Linked DNA regions of Sus scrofa: all the other regions are linked to region 2. Evidence: chromatin contacts called from public promoter capture Hi-C data. All regions are on one chromosome and are shown on one strand. Each heading gives the region's core, a stretch centred on a gene start, on an enhancer-like site or on the middle of the called end of the contact. The rest is flanking DNA. Distances are from core to core; before and after follow the strand shown. Region 1 holds the start of TMEM219 (insulin-like growth factor-binding protein 3 receptor). Region 2 holds the start of CD2BP2 (CD2 antigen cytoplasmic tail-binding protein 2). Region 3 holds the start of INO80E (INO80 complex subunit E).

Region 1 (3,782 bases), core at 84-2,583, 210 kb before region 2:
GAGGGTAAGTACTCACCTGGGGGATGTCAGGGCTGCGCAGGCCAGTCCTATGGGTGAGGAGGAAGCCACCAAGGCCCAGGCCAGAAAGGCCAAGAAGCAGCAGGATCAAAGTGGCACAGACCAGAGGTGGGTGGTGGGCCAGGCAGAGATGCAGGTTGTGCACTGCCTGGCAGCTGCCCATGGGGAGCAGAGGGGTCTGGGCCTCCAGGGAGAGCCTGCTTGAGGACAGGAAGGAAGACCTGGTCAAGAGCCTGCCAGTAAGAAGGCACTTACCCATTTTATTCAAAGGGAAGCTAAAGCCCCAAGAAGACAAGGGACTTGCTCAAGGCTACCCAGCCAGTTAGTGGCAAAGCCAGGACAAGAATCCACGGCTCTGGACTCCAAGTGTTCGTTTCCATGCACCGCTCAATGAATGCTTGCTGCATTTCATTTCTCAAGTAATCAAGGCGGAAGCAGAGCAGAGTATGCTGTACTGGAAAAAGGAACTTGAAAAGGAGAATTCCCAAGGGGAGAAATTCAGGAAGCAGCCGTTCCAGGGGCCCAGGGTCTGGCTGAAGAACAGTTCCAACCAACAGCCCAGGGAAGGGAAGTGCCTGATGAAAACTCCACGTTGGAGCTAAACTGCTCAATTTGAATCCTTCTCTGCCACTCACTGGCTTTGTGAGCTTCAGAATCTGTGAAATGGGAATTCTAAGAACACCAAGTAGAGGACTAAACGGAACGGATAAAACAGTTTGCATAGTACTTGCCCTTGCAGGAACTGAACAAATGTCCATTTCCTTTCTATTTCTCTGGGTCATATTGATCTTCAAAATCAGGTGAGGCAAGGCAAAAATACCGTAGGGAAAACTGGGGCTTGAGGACTTTTTAATACGGGAGTGGTAGGGCCAAGGTCTGAAACCCGTCTCCTGCTTCCAAGTGGAGTGCTCTTTCCCAGGCGAGAAGCGACAGCCTGATGAAAAGGAACATCTGGAAGGCGAGCTAAACATATGGGATGGGGGGAAAGGAGGGCTCCAGGGAAATGCTCAACCGCGGCCCTTCCTCCCGTCCCGGCCCTTCTGGAAAGGGGGTAAAGGCAGGAAGGCGGAGGAAAGAGCCCGAGGGTCTGCGGCTGCTAGTGCCCCTAGGCCTCCCCTCCCCCGCAAAGCCCCTCCTGCAGAAGAAACTCAAAACCCGCATCCCTTCCCGGTCTAGCAGCGTCGGGTGCACCCGCCGCTCGCTCTCACCGCTCGCAGCCGGGCGGAGGCCGGCGCCCCCCACGACGTCACTCGTGGAGTCGCGAAGGGGCGGGGTCCGCGTTCCCACCCCCCCCACCCCACCCCTCGGCGGGGATTCGCATGCGCAGTGCCCAGGAGGGCGGCCACCTTGTCTTTCCTAGTCAGGGTGGGGGCGTACCAAGAGGACATCCATTGCAGGGGCAAAGGGGAAGAAGTAACACCGCGGGAGTTGAATAAAAGGGAGAGAGGCCAGGAAGCTAATCCTGAAGACGTTGTAAAACTGTACACGCTCCATCCGGAGAGATAGTGGGGGGCATTTCAACGTGAATCTCGTCGCAAGCATTTTGCTTTTGCTTGTCTCCCACCCGCGCCAATAGCACAGCCCGGCCGCGCCCAGGTTCCGGGTGAAGACTTGGGGTCCGCCCGGGGTGGGGCGGGGCTCCACAGCAAAGATTCTGGCCTTCCGGGCGGCTTTGGGGTTTGGGCTCCGCTCTTTTCTGCAGCTTAGTGGGATTTAACGTCTACACTTCATGCTTGGTCCCCGGCTTTTAGCGACTCCTTAGTACATAGGACCCTCGAGCTGCAGGGTTGCTCAATAGAGACCATCTCATTTCACTTATGCCCGCATTTTTCTAACACGAGGTCCAAATTAACCTGAAATAGCAGGGTATTTAGAGCCAAGAACTTTGGGTTCAAATCGTGACTCCATCCCTGCCCCTGTACAAGCCATAACCGTGCTTTTCTGGAGACTGAGTTTACTCCTTTGTTAAAGGGGATCATCCGACCTGTTTGGATGGGAAGATTAAGAGGTTAAAGGGGGAAAACGTGGACCTACTGAGCACACAACCAGCGCTGGACAAATGCTGTTTGAAACGGAACCTGAGTATTCAACTCTACTGAGGCTTCCTTGAGACAGAGACCATGTCTTTTCTGTACCACCCTACCCAAAAGTTTATAGCTCAGAAACCGCTCATATATGGTCAAAAGATACTCAACAAGGGTGCCAAGACCATTTAGTGGGGAAAAGCTTGTCTTTCCAACAAATTGTGTTAAAAAGACGGGAAATCCACATGCAAATGGATGAACTTACTTTACAACCTATGCAAAAGTTAATTCAAAATGCATGGAAGAACTAAATGTAAGAGCTGAAACTATACAACTGTTAGAAGAAAACATAGGGGAAACGCTTCATGATATTGGACTTGGCAACAATTTATTGAATATGATATCAAAATCATACACAACAAAAGAAAAAATAGATACACTGCATCAAAGTTTAAAACTTCTGTGTACCATAGAAGGCAATCAATAGAGTGAAAAGGCAACTCCTGGAATGGGAGGAAGTATTTGCAAATAATCTGCTAAGGAGTTAATATCTAGAATATATAAGGAACTACAGCTCAACAATAACAATGACAAAACCAACCTGATTAAAAAAATGGGCAGGAGTTCCCGTTGTGGCTCAGCGGTTGACGAATGACTAGCAACCATGAGGACGCAGGTTTGATCCCTGGCCTTGCCCAGTGGGTTAAGGATCCCTTAACTGAGCTGTGGTGTAGGTCACAGACTTGGCTTGGATCATGCATTGGTTGTTATGGCTGTGGCATGGGCCAGTGGCTATAGCTGCAATTGGACCCCTAGCCTGGGAGCTTCCATATGGCATGGCTGTGCCCTAAAAAGCAAAAAAAAAAAAAAAAAAAAAAAAATCACTTCATACCTATTAGGATGACCACTATCCAAAAAAAAAGGAAAATAATGAATGTTGACAAGGCTATGGAGATAGTGGAACTCTTGTGCATTGTGTGTGGGAATGTAAAATAGTATAGTTGCTATGGAAAACAGACCAGTGTATCTTTGAAAAAAATGTTAAATAGAATTGCTATATTATCAAACAATTCCACTTTTGGGTAGATATATATATATATATATATATATATCTACCCAAAATTGAAAGTTGAGTCTCCAAGAGATATTTATATACCATGTTCATAGTAGCATTATTCAAAAGAAATAAAAGGTGGAAGTAAACCAAATGTCCATCAATAGATGATTAGATAAAATATGGTATAGACATAGAATGGAATATTATTTGGCCTTTAAAAAGGAAGGCTATATGACATGCTACATGGATGAACCTTGAGGATATTATGCTAGATGAAATAAGCCAGTCACAAAAAGACAAATATTGTATGATTCCACTTATATGAGGTACATAAAGTAGTCAAATTCATAAAGACAAAGTAGAATGGTGGTTGCCAGGGAGGAGGGGAGATGAAAATAGGGAGTTATCATTTAATGGGTTGAAAGTTTGAGTTTGGCAAGATGAAAAAGGTTCTAGAGGTGAATGGTGGTGATGGCTGCACATCAAGGTGAATGTACTTAACAGTACTGAACCATACACTTCAAAATGATTAAGATGGTAAGTTTTATGTGTATTTTCCCACAACTAAAATTAACGCTTAAAAAACTTGGGGATGGGCATGGCAGAATTTATAGCACACTCTCCTAGGGCACAGTGGATGTTTTATAAATGCCATTGATTGACTAAGATGCAATTCCAAGTGC
Region 2 (3,841 bases), core at 829-3,328:
TACTCCGAGGTTGCCCCGGGCCACCATCTGGTCAGCCAACCCAGAAAGCCGATCCAGGCGCTGGGGGGAACTGGGCCGCCCAGGCCCCTTGCTGCCCCCTTTGCCTCCTCCTCGGGCCCCTAGACGCCTCAGTGCCCCAGCCACTGTCTCTCTGGGCAACAGCAGCTCCAGAAGCCCCTCTAGAAGGGCTTGGACGCTCATTGGTGTCTGGCCCAGACTGTCCTCCTCCTCGGAGTCTGACAGTGGGCGCTGATCAGGTGGTCGCTCCCTGATCTTCACCTGTGATGTGAAAAACGGGAGGGTTTTATTGCTGACAAACTGCCAGCAGGGCTCAGGCTCAGCACCTGTTGCCTCCAGGCCCAGCCATGCCAGTCCCTGGGCCTCACCCAGTCAATGTTGTCCAGCCAGCTGTCTCGGATCTGAGCATCCCGGTTCAGGAAATAGTTGCCATCAGCATCAAAGTGGCCTTCCTCCATCTCTTCCTGCAGGTTGAAAGGTGTGATCCGCACACCTCCCTCACTGGGGAGTGTGGCCGCTTCCTGACCTGCATCAAAGACACAGACGTCCCATGCAAGGCAGGCAAAAAAAAAAAAAGACAGGAGCTTCCGGTGCTCCACAAGCCCCAAAGCCCCTATTTGTTCTCCAGCAGAAAGTCAATTATTTATTTATTTATCTTTGTCTTTTCTAGGGCCGCACCTGCGGCATATGGAGGTTCCCAGGCTAGGGGCCTGATGGGAGCTGTAGCGCCAGTCTACACCAGAGCCACAGCAACGTGGGATCTGAGCTGCATCTGTGACCTACACCACAGCTCACAACAACGCTGGATCCTTAACCCACTGGGCAAGGCCAGGGATCAAACCCACAACCTCATGGTTCCTAGTAGGATTCGTTAACCACTGCGCCACGACGGGAACTCCAGAAAGTCAATTCTTGGGTGTGGCTCACCTTCCACATCCTCTGAGGCCAAGATGTCATATTTGCTGGACCCATCATCATCGTCATCCTCTTCATCGCTGTCCAAAGAGTGTTTGTCTTTGAAGCGGCTCCCAGGACCCCCTACCCCAGCCACAGAGTCCACCAACTGCGAGCAGGAACCAGAAATCAAGAGATATGCAGGTGACTATCACCCAACTCTGAGATCTAGACTCAAACTGAAAATCCCGCAAACCTATTTCTCAGAAAACAAGGAAAAGTTAGCCCTCTCCACCCATTCTTTGCCCCTCCAGATTTCTTTTCTGGCTTCTAGTTCTTTTGTCTCCCCTCAGTCCTCCCCAGAACGCAGGAATCTGGCCCCCCTCACCTTCTTGGGGACACTGATTCCATCCTCATCCTCCTCGTCTCCCACGCCTTGGAAGGTCACTTTCCTCTTTAGCATGATTGGTCAGAGGGTCTTCCCCAAGCTGAGCTGAGGGCAAGGATGCAGATTAAGGGGAACTGGGTGAGGAAGATACTCACTGCGACAGGGCCCCCTGCAAAACAGATCTTTCACTTGGTCGGACCAGATCCGGCTTGGGAGAAGAGAGAGCACAGAATCAGGGGGCAAAAAAGGAGTTGGCAACCAGGAGGCCCCCAGGGCTTGGTATGCTGGAAGGGGGACGGAGAGGTGGATGCGTGAGGAGCTCCCCACGGGCACCCCCACGCTTGACGAAAGGAGACGCCCCCCCCCACGTGACCACTCCCACTCCTGGCCCCCGCAGCCGTGGGCGCGACGGTGCTACGCGGACAGACATCCACGCCACCACCCCCAGCTTCCTCGGAGCCCGCGGGGCCCTGGCGTACCCAGACCCTGGCGCCCTGGCCAGCCCGCCCCTCCCTGCGCCGAACTCCCAACTCCACGGGGTGACCCCAACTGTCCTGGGCTGTGTACAAATTAGAAAGGCGGAAGAGCCACGGGGACACCAGCAGTCCCACGGCGCGCGCTCACCTAAGGAGCCAGGGAAGGCGGAGGAAGAATGGGAAAAAAAGCTTTTGCCAGGGCTACATCCGGGGCACCCGGCCGCCATCACCCGGAAGAGAACTGCGGAAGGCGCTGGAGAAGACCGGAAGTTCCATCCCCAGGGTTGGAGGACTAACTGTAGGCGCGGGCGGAAGTACGCGTGAGCGGGAAAAGACCCTCCCTCCCAGAAGTGACGTGAGCCGTGTGGGGCGACAATAGCGAGAAGAGGGGACGAGTGAAGGCCTAGACCCCGATCAGCAGAGAGGGACGGCCGGAAGTGGTCTTGATTCCCTTCTACTGCGGTAGAGGCTCTGGGGATTAAGTGAACGCATTTTAACTGGGAGGGGCGCCCGGGTCACGATGCGGGGGCAAAGTCCCAGCAGGGCCACTGGGTTCCTGCCCTAATTTTCCTTTCCCGGGTAGAGTCTCTTTTTCCCCAGGGCTGGTGCTGCAGCCCTCCCCTCCCCCCATCTCATTAGAAACCCTGCCTCTCCGCTCTGTGTCCACTTACCTCCCTCCTCCCAATCCAAGATGCGGCCTTGCTCTTGTCCCAGAGGGGATGCTTGGGTCTCCTGGTGGACCTTGGAGCATTTTCTGAACCCAGTTCCTTTTAGGACCCAGGGAAATCCATCGCTGCCCCCCCCCCCAACCCCTGGGGCAAGTTCCTGGTTTAGGAGAGTTCATTTGTGGCTGTGGCACCTGTGGCCAGTGCCGAGGGCAGAAGTCCCCTGTGCCCTCATTTCAGTTAGGCCTAGAAGAGGGCAGCAGTGGATACCCGTGCCTCCCATCCCAGACAGGTCCTAACCCAGGTTTTGTAATCTGGCAGAGCTAGGATTGGGAGGAGTAGGTCCCAATGCTGTGGGTACAAGACCTCATCCTCCTGAGGATACAAGTCTGAATCCCAGTAGGCCAAGGCTGTGCCCAGAAAGAACCTACTGGAGCCAGAGGAGAGCAGCACAGGGGTCCCCAGGATAACCAGATGAAACACCCTTCCTTTCTCCAGCCCCTAGGGTTTCCTCCCAGACAGGACTATCATGAAATTGCACCAACAGTCCGTGCTCAGTTTCTTCTGTGGGTACAGAACAGAGGCTCCAGATCAGGAGGGCATCCTGCTAAAGAAGGGGACCCAAAATACCAGCTACCAGCACCGCTGGTTCATCCTCCAGGGAAATTTCTTCTACCTGGAACACAAGGTGGACCACGCACCCCTAGGCCTCATCCCGTTAGAGAACTGCCAGAACCCCATGGCTTTACTATCCTGACCCCAGGGGTAGAAGGTGGGCAGGCCCACAAACTGGCAGCAGAAAACCAGGAGGAGCTGGGAGCCTGGCTGTAGGCACTGGCTGGGGCAAGCTGGAGGCGGCTGGCTGTGCTGCTACGCCCCCTGGAGGCCCAGTACCTGGAGCTGTGCCAGACAGCTAGCCAAGAGCATGGCTCACCCCCAGAAGACTGTGGCTTCCCAGCCACCTTCGGTACCCCCTCCAACTTCCAAAATCTGCATGAGCACTATAGGAAGGAGATCCCGCTACTGCAGGCAGTGCTTAGAGGGCTCCAGGAGACCAGTGATGATGAAGGCCGATCTCAGGCAGAAGTGGAGCAGGAGAGCCACCATCATCTGTTAATGAGTGACTGACAGACCCAAAGGCCAAAAGGTACCAACCTGCTAAGACTGCGTCAACAGACACCCAGATCCTGGTTGGCTCTGTCCCTCCCTCCCTCCTAGTCCTTATTCTAACCCCCTTCATCAAATAACAAGGCAGGAGCCAGGCCCAGGTACAACAGCAGGTTCTTTTCCGGTTCCTCAAAGCGCCGCATGGGGTGGGGGCAGAGACAGAAGAAAATGTAAACATTGGGTTCCACCCCCTGGAGCTCAAGGGAAGACCCCCTTACCCAGGTAGGGGCTGG
Region 3 (3,488 bases), core at 562-3,061, 240 kb before region 2:
CTTCTTCTCACCTAGGTCCCAGGTCAAACAATCCTCGCTAAAAAGAGTCTTTCTTAAACCCTTTATTGATTTGCAGCCTGCCATGTGCTTGTGCGTGGTATGTATGCTAAGAATGGCTTTTCAGTTTTTCAAATGGTTGAGGAAAAAAAATCCAAGGAAAAATATTTCATGATGTGTGTGAACGTTATGAAATTCAAAGTTCAGTATTCATAAATAATGCTGTTTTGTCTTTTTAAGGCTGAACCTGCAGCATATGGAGGTTCCCTGGCTAGGGGTCGAATTGGAGCTGCAGCTGCCAGCCTACACCAGAGTCACAGCCACAGCCACGGAGGACCTGAGAGGAACTCCCATAAATAATGTTCTTAAAACAAAACCAGGAGTTCCATTGTGGCTCAGTGGAAATGAACCTGATTAGCATCCATGAGGACACAGGTTCCATCCCTGGCCTCACTCAGTGGGTTAAGTATCTGGCGTTGCCGTGAGCTGTGGTGTAGGCCGGCAACTGCAGCTTTTATTCAGCTGAGACGCTGAAACAAAAGGTATATGTTCTGCAAAGTCTACTTGGCTCTTTTCCCGCTCTCTTTCCCCTTTTTCGCCGCACCTGAAGCATATGGAGGCCACACCTGAGGATCTCAGGCCAGGGATCAAATCCAAGCTGCACCTTCGACCTACACCACTGCTTTAACTGCTGCAGTGACGCGGCCGGATCTTTAACCCACTGTGCCACAGCAGGAATGCCTACTTAGCTCTTTACAGAGAACGTTTATCAACCCCTGCTTTATTCCAATCACTACCATATCACCCTGATTTTATGCCTTTCGAATCTAAAACTCTAGTTTATTTCTTTGCTCTCTTATTACACCTAATTACAATACAAATTCCCAGAAGCTTTGTGCATCTCAGTCACCACTGCATTCCCTGTGCAGAGCACAGTGCCTGAAACGAAGTAGATATCCAGTAATACTTGAGTTAACAAACAGGGGAGGTGGAGGGCAAGCAACCAGGCTTAGGAACCACCAGAGGTGTACTGGCCTCCAGTCTAAAAGGAGGGCCCAGTGAGCTGGCTGGAGCGCCAGGAGCATGTCCTCCACCAATTTTCCATGACCCTGCTCACCAGAAGAGTCTTCATCCACGTTCTCGTACTGCAGAAGTCGGTCTAGGAGGAAACTGAGGAAAGAGGCGGGGGGAACAATGAGTGTTTATTCCCATCTCTGCAACGTTCTCTTGAGCCCCCGTCCCTTCGAACTGGCCCCGTCCTCACAACAGTCCCCAGGCAGGCATCATGCATTTGTGGCCCATTCCAGGGTGGGGGCCGAATGTAGATCTACTCTGGTCTCCCTCCTCCCCTCGGAGCCTGTCTCACCTCTTGTCCCGGGACACCTTCAACAATTTTCTCTGTGCCTTCCTCAGTTCCTCCTGGAAGCACTCGTGTTCCTGTATCAAGGGCAAGGTGGATGCTGAGCCACCTGCCATCCGTAAATGGGGCTCGGAAGCCGGCCACAGAGTACCCTGCTCCCTTTACACAGAACTAAACGGACGTCCTACCAGCGCCAGGCCTCACCCCCCTCCACCTTCCCACTCCACCCAGCACTCACGTAGATGAGGAATTTGAGCTTCCGCTTCAGGTTCCGGTATTTCTTCTTGTAGTCCACTTCGCCATCCGCCGGCCCGTTCATGACTGGGTCCGGGAGTGGCGCCCCAAACCTAGTCCGGGGTCCCGCTACCCGAAAGCCGCCTCGGCCCGGCCTCTTCCGCTTCCACTTCCGGAGACTCGGCTAGGCTGTGTTCGCTGGGACTACAACTCCCAGAGTCCACCGCGCCCAGAGATCTTGACCACAGGGGGTGGCTCCGAGGGACCACCGTGAAAGGAGCGTTGTTTCCAGGGGATACGCGGAAGATGGCGCCGCCGCGACGTGAAGACGTCACAGAGATGTCGGCTGCCGAAGGGCTTCCTTACTGACTTGGAATGTGCTTAGCGATTTGAAGCCACAAGACGAATTTCTCCCTGGAATTCCTAGTCTCTAGGTGGGGACGCCCTTTTCTTTCTGTCTTTCGAAAATCACAGAGGCCTAACTGCTGCCCGTGATCACGAACGGAGGCAGCGTCGCAGGTTGATTGCGTTACCCAAAGGTTGCGGGCTGCGAATCGGTTTCTAAGGAAAACTTTCGAAGCGCTTCGTTCTTAAAAAAAAAAAAAAAAAAAAGAGGAAGGAGCTGCGAGACACCCCCCCCCCAAACACACACACTGCCCGGGGAGAGCAAGTTTTGTCTGGTAAAGTTCTCGGTCTAAGCGGCCCGCAACGGACCTTCAACGGTCGCTAGCCTCACGGCTCTACGACTCTGCGCGTGCGCAAGCTCCTGTCAAACGCGTGGACGGAGGCCGGGAAGAAAAAAGGCGGGAGCCACCAGTATTCTGGGTGGAGCAAAATGGCGCGGGAGAATGAGATGCAGGAGTTCACCCGTAGCTTCTTCCGAGGCCGCCCGGACCTCAGGTGCACCGGAGGTTGGCGTTGGGGTTGGAAAGGGCAGGGGCGGGACGGGGACTCTGTCCTGACACGTGTTTCTGCAGCACGCTTACGCACTCCATCGTGCGGCAGAGGTTCTTGGCTCACGCCGGCCGCGACCACCTGGAACCTGAGGAGAAGCAGGCGCTGAAGAGGCTAGTGGAGGAGGAGCTGCTGAAGATGCAGGTGAGGGCGCCAGCCGGGGTCACCAGAGGCGGGGGTTGTGGAGGCGGCGGCGGAGGAGCCTGAGGGGGGCGGGGCCGAAAACAACCTTGGTTCATGTTTTGCCCTCTTGATGCTCCACACAGGTGGATGAAACGGGTGCCAAGGAAGAGAGGCTCGACCTTGCCAAGAAGGCGAAGAGGTCTCCCACCCTCTGCCATGACCGAGAGAGGAAAAGGTTCCGTTTCAATTCAGAGTCAGGTTAGTGCTTTCTACATAGGTGGTCCATTCAAAACGTATTTACTTGTTGCGCGTGAGCTATGCCCCAAGGCCTTAGATGAGGGCGCTGGATGGGTGCGTCAGGCACTAGGAAAAGGGTAGACTGAGCGCTGTCTCCTACTGCCCTTCCGTCTGTCAGAGCAGGATTAGAGGCAGTTTATCCCAAGTGGAGGAAGAAAGTGACAGGAGAAACCTCTCCCAACCTTCTCTTCTCTCCACATTCCAGAGCCCAGCTCTGCAGCCTCCAGCCCAGACTGCTTCAGCCCCCCAGCAAAGAATGAGACGGCAGAAGTCAGTCCCGCTGAGGATGAAAGGCCAAAGCGTGCCTCGAAGAATGCAGTTGAGGAGAGCAGTGATGAGGAAGAACAGCAGAGAGACCTGACTGCAACGATCAGATTAGCAAACGAGGTGGTGAAGGAGAGCAGTGAGGAGGAGGAAGAGGGCTCTGCCAGGAGGAGGAAGATCTGGAAAGGAGAGAGCAGTGAGGGAGAGGAGGAGGGAAAGGAAGAGAAAGAGAACAAAGATGAGGAAGACGAAAAGGCAC

Evidence for each region. Promoter capture Hi-C pulls out the DNA fragments that hold promoters and counts their contacts.
Region 1: a contact with region 2 is called in a promoter capture Hi-C map of fetal skeletal muscle, with 5 times the contacts expected there. The contact joins the promoter of TMEM219 here to the promoter of CD2BP2 in region 2. A contact is called at or near these places in 2 of 5 promoter capture datasets (fetal skeletal muscle and liver) and 2 of 2 datasets of contacts at active chromatin or transcription factors (alveolar macrophages and skeletal muscle).
Region 3: a contact with region 2 is called in a promoter capture Hi-C map of liver, with 3 times the contacts expected there. The contact joins the promoter of INO80E here to the promoter of CD2BP2 in region 2. A contact is called at or near these places in 2 of 5 promoter capture datasets (fetal liver and liver), 1 of 47 Hi-C or Micro-C datasets (heart right ventricle) and 1 of 2 datasets of contacts at active chromatin or transcription factors (alveolar macrophages).

What each region holds. Positions count from the first base shown.
Region 1 is chr3:18,164,322-18,168,103 of Sscrofa11.1, reverse strand. It overlaps TMEM219 (insulin-like growth factor-binding protein 3 receptor), which reads right to left and starts at 1,333. Exons shown (of 7, transcript XM_021088010.1): 1 at 1,227-1,333; 2 at 17-215. The coding sequence starts at 181.
Region 2 is chr3:17,955,934-17,959,774 of Sscrofa11.1, reverse strand. It overlaps CD2BP2 (CD2 antigen cytoplasmic tail-binding protein 2), which reads right to left and starts at 2,078. Exons shown (of 7, transcript XM_003354536.4): 1 at 1,925-2,078; 2 at 1,301-1,405; 3 at 946-1,081; 4 at 387-544; 5 at 1-279. The coding sequence starts at 1,375. TBC1D10B (TBC1 domain family member 10B) reads right to left here. Exons shown (of 10, transcript NM_001244423.1): 10 at 3,706-3,841.
Region 3 is chr3:18,200,415-18,203,902 of Sscrofa11.1, reverse strand. It overlaps INO80E (INO80 complex subunit E), which reads right to left and starts at 1,811. Exons shown (of 6, transcript XM_021088007.1): 1 at 1,596-1,811; 2 at 1,364-1,434; 3 at 1,115-1,167. The coding sequence starts at 1,676. It overlaps HIRIP3 (HIRA-interacting protein 3), which reads left to right and starts at 1,996. Exons shown (of 8, transcript XM_021087988.1): 1 at 1,996-2,491; 2 at 2,569-2,689; 3 at 2,812-2,926; 4 at 3,171-3,488. The coding sequence starts at 2,427.